Regions from separate parts of the Mus musculus genome. Here region 1 is linked to region 2. Evidence: chromatin contacts called from public HiChIP or PLAC-seq data. All regions are on one chromosome and are shown on one strand. Each heading gives the region's core, a stretch centred on a gene start, on an enhancer-like site or on the middle of the called end of the contact. The rest is flanking DNA. Distances are from core to core; before and after follow the strand shown. Region 1 has its middle 22 kb from the start of Eef1a1. Region 2 holds the start of Cgas (cyclic GMP-AMP synthase).

Evidence for each region. HiChIP or PLAC-seq counts read pairs in DNA pulled down with a chosen protein or histone mark.
Region 1: a contact with region 2 is called in an H3K27ac HiChIP or PLAC-seq map of embryonic stem cells, with 13 read pairs. The contact joins the enhancer-like site here to the promoter of Cgas in region 2. A contact is called at or near these places in 1 of 39 promoter capture datasets (second pharyngeal arch cranial neural crest), 1 of 484 Hi-C or Micro-C datasets (embryonic stem cells), 6 of 115 datasets of contacts at active chromatin or transcription factors (the SCID.adh cell line, bone marrow-derived macrophages, embryonic stem cells and 1 more) and 3 of 9 other capture datasets (adipose tissue, liver and pancreatic islet).

The regions. Positions count from the first base shown.
Region 1 is chr9:78,501,978-78,504,768 of GRCm38.p6, forward strand. No RefSeq gene overlaps it. Among named protein-coding and RNA genes, the nearest start is that of Eef1a1, 22 kb to the left of the region's middle. Within about 2 kb of position 1,479, at least 124 of the 459 cell types and tissues checked have an H3K27ac peak or open chromatin away from gene starts, as enhancers often do. A contact at or near this core is called in embryonic stem cells and trophoblast stem cells, where this site is marked.
Region 2 is chr9:78,441,782-78,444,661 of GRCm38.p6, forward strand. Cgas (cyclic GMP-AMP synthase) reads right to left here and starts at 1,456. Exons shown (of 5, transcript NM_173386.5): 1 at 683-1,456. The coding sequence starts at 1,297. It also overlaps a transcript of Mto1 not described here.

The sequences.
Region 1 (2,791 bases), core at 229-2,728, 60 kb after region 2:
AAACCATTACAGAAAACCACGTGTGATCAAAGTGCAGAGAACAGGAACCTACGTGGTACCATGTTCTAGTTGATACATCTACAGCATAATTCTTGGACCTAAGGCTCCAGGATCACAGGGTCATGCAGAAGAAGGGCAGAAAGATTATAAGAGCCAGAGAAACAGGGCTTCATACTGAGATCCTGTCTCAAACAAAAAAAAGGAAAATAAAGTTTCCGTCTCTGTCTCTCTCTTTGTGTGTGTGTGTGTGTTTTGAGACAAGGTCTCTCTATGTATTCCTGGCTGTCCTGGCTGGTTTTGAACTCTCAGAGACCCTCCTTCCTATGCCTCCCGTGCTGAGATTTAAGGGATGCACCCCATGCCTGGCTGAGAAGTTCATTTTCTTGGGGTCCATTGTTGTTAAAACAGTAGCCAAAGACACTGGTACAAGGGGCATTTTATTTTTTAAATTGGATTTATTTTAAGTCTGTATCTGTGTGTATGCCTGGTAGTCAGTGGTATGTAGACATGACTCCAAGTGTTTCCAGAGGCCAGAAACAGGATCTCTTGGAGCTGGAATTACAGGTGATTGTAAGTCTCCTGCTGTGGATGCCAGGAGTTGAACTCTGGTCCTCTGGAAGAATTTGAGATCAGTCTTGCTTGGCTACACATGGTGCAAGACCTTGTTTCAAGGAAAAAAAAAAGTTTAAAAAGCCGTAAATTTCTTCTTTGGGAATTTCCTACTTGCATACAATGTATTATGCCCATATCCACCCACACTGCCCCTCCAACTCCTCCCGGGCTCCCCACAATGTCTCTCTCCCAACTTCATGCCCAGTATGATAATTTATTTCCTATGTCGAATGGCTCACAGCTGTCTGTAACTCCAGCTCTGGGGAATCCTATGCCTCTGGGTTCCAAGGGCACTTTTTTTAAAAAAAATTCAATCAGTCAATAAGCCCAATAGAATCCATAATGTAAATACAGCTCTCTCTCCGCCCCCCCCCCCCCCCCCGAAAAGCAGAAGGAATGAGAGAATAATAGTTTCCCCCTTCCTGCTATGTCCTTTGTGCCTGCCGATTATCGGATGCACCAATTATTATGGAAACCTGACCTCACCTCTAACAGCCTCAGTCCGGATTATTTTGAAGCACATACTGGAACTGGATGTAATAGGTTCATATCTTGTTTCAAAATCAAAAGAAGCACAAAGGCTTCAATGAGTGCAGGAAGATTTACTGCCATGGGTGAGGATCGCACAGGAGTTATTCCCAAAGCAGTGTCCTCCCCTAACAGAGAACTGCAGGGATTTTTATCCTACTCAGGGAGAAAAGCCCTCTTTCCTAGACTGGGATCAGTCCTGAGCATGCCCAGTTGAAGATCCTAATCTAGGAAGAAAAGGCAACAGACACGTGTTTTTGTGAATGCTTAGCTTGCATCCTGGGTCCCATGTCTGAAAGGTTAAACTGTAGGACAGGAACACCTCAGCTTGTCTGGGCATGCTCAGCTTGCATCATCCTCCTTTAGCTGAGAATAAAGGGAAAGACACATTGCAGAGGGATTCTTCTGTGTTTGCCCCTAAAAAATGACGGCCTTCCTTACTGGCTCACTGTGGCAGGAATAATGTGGGGAGTGCAGTCATCGCCAGGCTTCAAAGGATGCACAGGCACTCTGTGACAGAGAGCCTGGCAAGGAGACTCTGCGGGACAGCTTGGATTCCAGCAGGACAGCAGGTCTGGACCTTTGACTTCAGGAATTTTGTAGGTATTTGTGAGAAATAAGATTGGAAGCTGAGTTAAGCCATAGCTAGCCTGCCCCTTCCTTCTTCCCCCACCCTCCTCCCTCTCCCTCCCCCCTCTCCCTCCTTCCTATCCTCTTCCCTTCCCCTTCCCCCTCCCCCACTTCCTCCTCTCCATCCTCTTCCCTTCCCCCTCTCCCTTCTCCCTTCCTTTGTCTCCATACAGGAGATTAAACAGAGGGCTTCATTCATTCTAGAATCTCATTAATTCAGCCACGTTGCCCTGGAACTTGCTCGGTAGACCCAGCTGAGATTACAGATTACAGACCTGTGCACTGGGTCTGGCTCATCCTTTTTTTTTGTTTTTGTTTTTTTTTTTAAAGATTTATTTTATGTATGTGAGTACACTGTAGTTGTGTTCAGACACAACAAAAGAGGGCATCGGATCCCATTACAGATGGTTGTGAGCCACCATGTGGTTGCTGGGAATTGAACTCAGGACCCCTGGAAGAGCAGCCAGAGCTCTTAACTGCTGAGCCATCTCTCCAGCCCCCACATGCTTGTTTTTATTGTGAGGTTTTTTGGTGTGCTGTGTTGTGTTTGTTTGTTTGTTTTGAGACAAGAGCTCTTTGTGTATCCACGATCCATGGCTGGTGGGGAGCTCCCCTTTTAGAGTAGACTGGTCTTGAACTCACAGAGAGAGATGCAGTTGCCTCTGCCTTCTGAGTGCTGTGACTAAAAGGTGTGAGGCCCTAAGCCTGGCCTTTTAGCTCCTCCCGTGGCTGCTTGGTCTTTGTCCATCATGAGTCCCTGTGGCCCTTGCGGGAGAACAGTGCTGTTATATAGATACTATAGGGGCTGCTGATTCCCTCTGAGTGACTTCACAGGATAGACTAAAAGTCAGGATGGAGTCACTCACAAAAGCTTCCAAGTTTCACAACCAAAACTGAGCTGTTTATATGATTTTTGTAAAATCAGGAAACCAGGATGAAAGGCATAATAGTCTGGCCAGGCATGGTGGTACATGCCTGTAATCTCAGCACTTAGAAGGTGGAAAAGGTGTAAGGGACACAG
Region 2 (2,880 bases), core at 206-2,705:
TCTACCCAACTCTGCCTCTCTGTATGTTCTCTCTCCCTGCGTGGGCACACTCTTTCTCTCTCTCTCTCTTCCCTCTTCCCTCTGTCTCCCTCCCCACAGTGACTACCCTGGCCTTTTTCTTAGGACCAGTGAACCTGCCCAAGAGCAGCTTTCTAATAAACCTGCCTTAATATATTTTAATTTGGCTTGAATTGGCTCATTTCACTAGCAGAGAATAGCTATCACCATCATCTTCAGGAACTCAGCCGGGCCTACTCTCCGAAGAGCATTAGAGGTAGGCTTGTAGATGACGTTCGCTCATAGGGGGTGCGACAATGTCAACGGACCCTCACTTGAGTACCCAGCCACCTCTCCCAATTAGTTGTATACAATTCTGCCCTAATTGCAGGCGGTCCCAAAGTCTCAGGGATGGACTAGATTCAATCTAGAGGCTATAGTTGGGGAAGGATTAATAAAGATGACTCCCCTGCGACTACTTTAAGGTCACCTGTCCCATCCCTCCAAAGCAAACTAACTAGCTATCAATATTGCTTGCTGTGAGCTAACTGGATGAATTAAAAAAAAAAAAAAAAGACTGGGGTGTTCCAAGGGAGGGGGGCCCTAAGAGTGTGGGACCCCCAAACAGCTGAGGAGGCAAGTGAGGAGTGGGGCCGGAGCCCCTCCAGCAGGTCTTGACGCTCACCTTCACATGTTCATAGTAGCTGCCAGTGTTCAGCTGCTCCACACCTTTGAACTCCGACTCCCGTTTCTGCATTCTGCGCAGCAGGCGTTCCACAACTTTATTCACCGTCTCGGCCGCCTCCGAGATATCTTTGCGTTTCAATCTCAATTTGTCCAGCACCTTCTTTAGCTTGTCCGGTTCCTTCCTGGACCCTCGCGGCGCTCTGGGCTGCCCGGTGGAGCGCGCGCCCCTTCTGTGGCTAGGTCCCCTTACGACTTTCCGCGCCTCGGGATCCGCGGGCGGCTGGGGCTCCCGTACGGCGGGCAGCTCCGGATCCAGGATGGCCTGCTGCTGGGGCACCCGGACGGCAGGCCGCGCGGTGGCTCCTGCCGCGTCCATGGCCGAGGGCTGTGCATCTTTGGTGAGCTCAGTGGCCCTTGCTGGATGCACTCGGGGCCCTGGGGCACGTGGCTTCTCCGTGGTGTCCCCGTCACGCTCCGCCCGCCGCGATCGAGCCCCCCTTTGCGGGCCGCAGCTTTCCGCGTGGGCCCTGGTCCTGCTGGGCTGCGTCGGGGCGCGCTTCGCGGACGGCTTCTTAGCGCGTGGCGCCGTCGTCCTTCTACGCGGATCTTCCATATCTGCCGCTCTTCGGTCCGGGAAAGAATAAATCGACTTCGAAGAAAGGCCGCGAAAAGGGGAACTCTCAGTGGCCGCTGGAAATGAAACTTAAATATATGGCGGGAACGTAGCCGGTCAGTATCCGCCGCGAGCAGGCGCAGGAGCACGCGTGAAGTCAGCGCCAGGAAGAGGCGGTCCAAGAGATGCGAACTTTTTCACCAGTGGGGACCAGCAGAGCCACTAGCTGGGGAACCACCCACTGAGCCACTGGCCGGGAAACCTCTCCTTTACCGCACAGACGCGGAAACCACTGACAGCTCAGATGGCTAGATTTGCCGCCTACCACCAAGATGTGTTTCAGGACACTACTGTCTCTCGTACATTTGTAGTTGATAAACAACTTTTTTATGTAAACTTTTTTGTTGTTTTTTGTTTTTTTTGTTTTTCGAGACAGGGTTTCTCTGTGTAGCCCTGGCTGTCCTGGGACTCACTGTAAACCAGGCTGGCGTCGAACTCAGAAATCCGCCTGCCTCTGCCTCCCAAGTGCTGGGATTAAAGGCGTGCGTCACCTCGCCCGGTTTATGTAAACTTTAAATCAAAATTTACTGTTCTTGTTAATGAGAAATAGAAACTCACTGAACCTTTTCAAGTTAGATTTAACTGCTTGGAATTAGTATTTCAACTTATCTTTCTAAAAAGCACACCGACTCTTAAAGAACATATTCAAAGTGCCTGTGTGAGTTTCATGAGCAGCACGGTGTAAGCCATCCTGATTTGGCTGCTGAGATTCCGTAGTCCTTTAATGCAGACTTTCAGAAAGCGATTTCTAAAGTCGGTCTCGTCAACAGTGGCTGCTTCTTTTAAAGTTGTTCTTGGCGGAACTCATTTTGCCTTCCACTGTGCTAACAAAAACAAAAACCTGTCTTCTGAAGATTTACATGGCTCAGAACAACACTTAGTTTTCAACTAACATCAGAATGTTATAATAATAACATTACTATATTCCACACCTTATTATGCAATCCTGTGTGTCCCTTAAAATAAAGCTCAAAAATTGCTGCTCTGTGTAACTTTTTGTAAAGTGTGTGTGTGTGTGTGTGAGTGTGTGTGTGTGTGTGTGTGTGTGTGTGTGTGCGCGCGCGCACGCGCGCGCGTGTGTATGTACCATATATTATGAGATACATGTAGCCTGAATAAAAAGACACCGATCAGTGTGCTGCCATCCTATTGACCCTGCAACTCTCTTCCCTCCTTCCTGTCAATGCCTGTACATGAGTTTTCAAAATGGGAACTTGTCTAACAAGCATTCGCTTTTGAATGGCAAGTAGACACACCTGGGAATGGAAACGCTGCCTACTTTGCAGAAATACACTTGAGCAGGAGACCTCTCTGTGAGGTCTTGCCAGTAGAGTGGCATTCTCCATTATTAGTCTCAGCACTAGGGAAGCAGAGGCAGTAAGCTGGAGATCTACAGAGCTAGTTCTAAAACAGTCAGGGCTATACATCGAAACCCTATCTGGAGGAAAAGAAGAAGAGAAGGGAGGGAGAGGAGGAGGAGGAGGAGGGTGAGGAGGAGGAGGAATTAAAAAGAAGAAAACAGT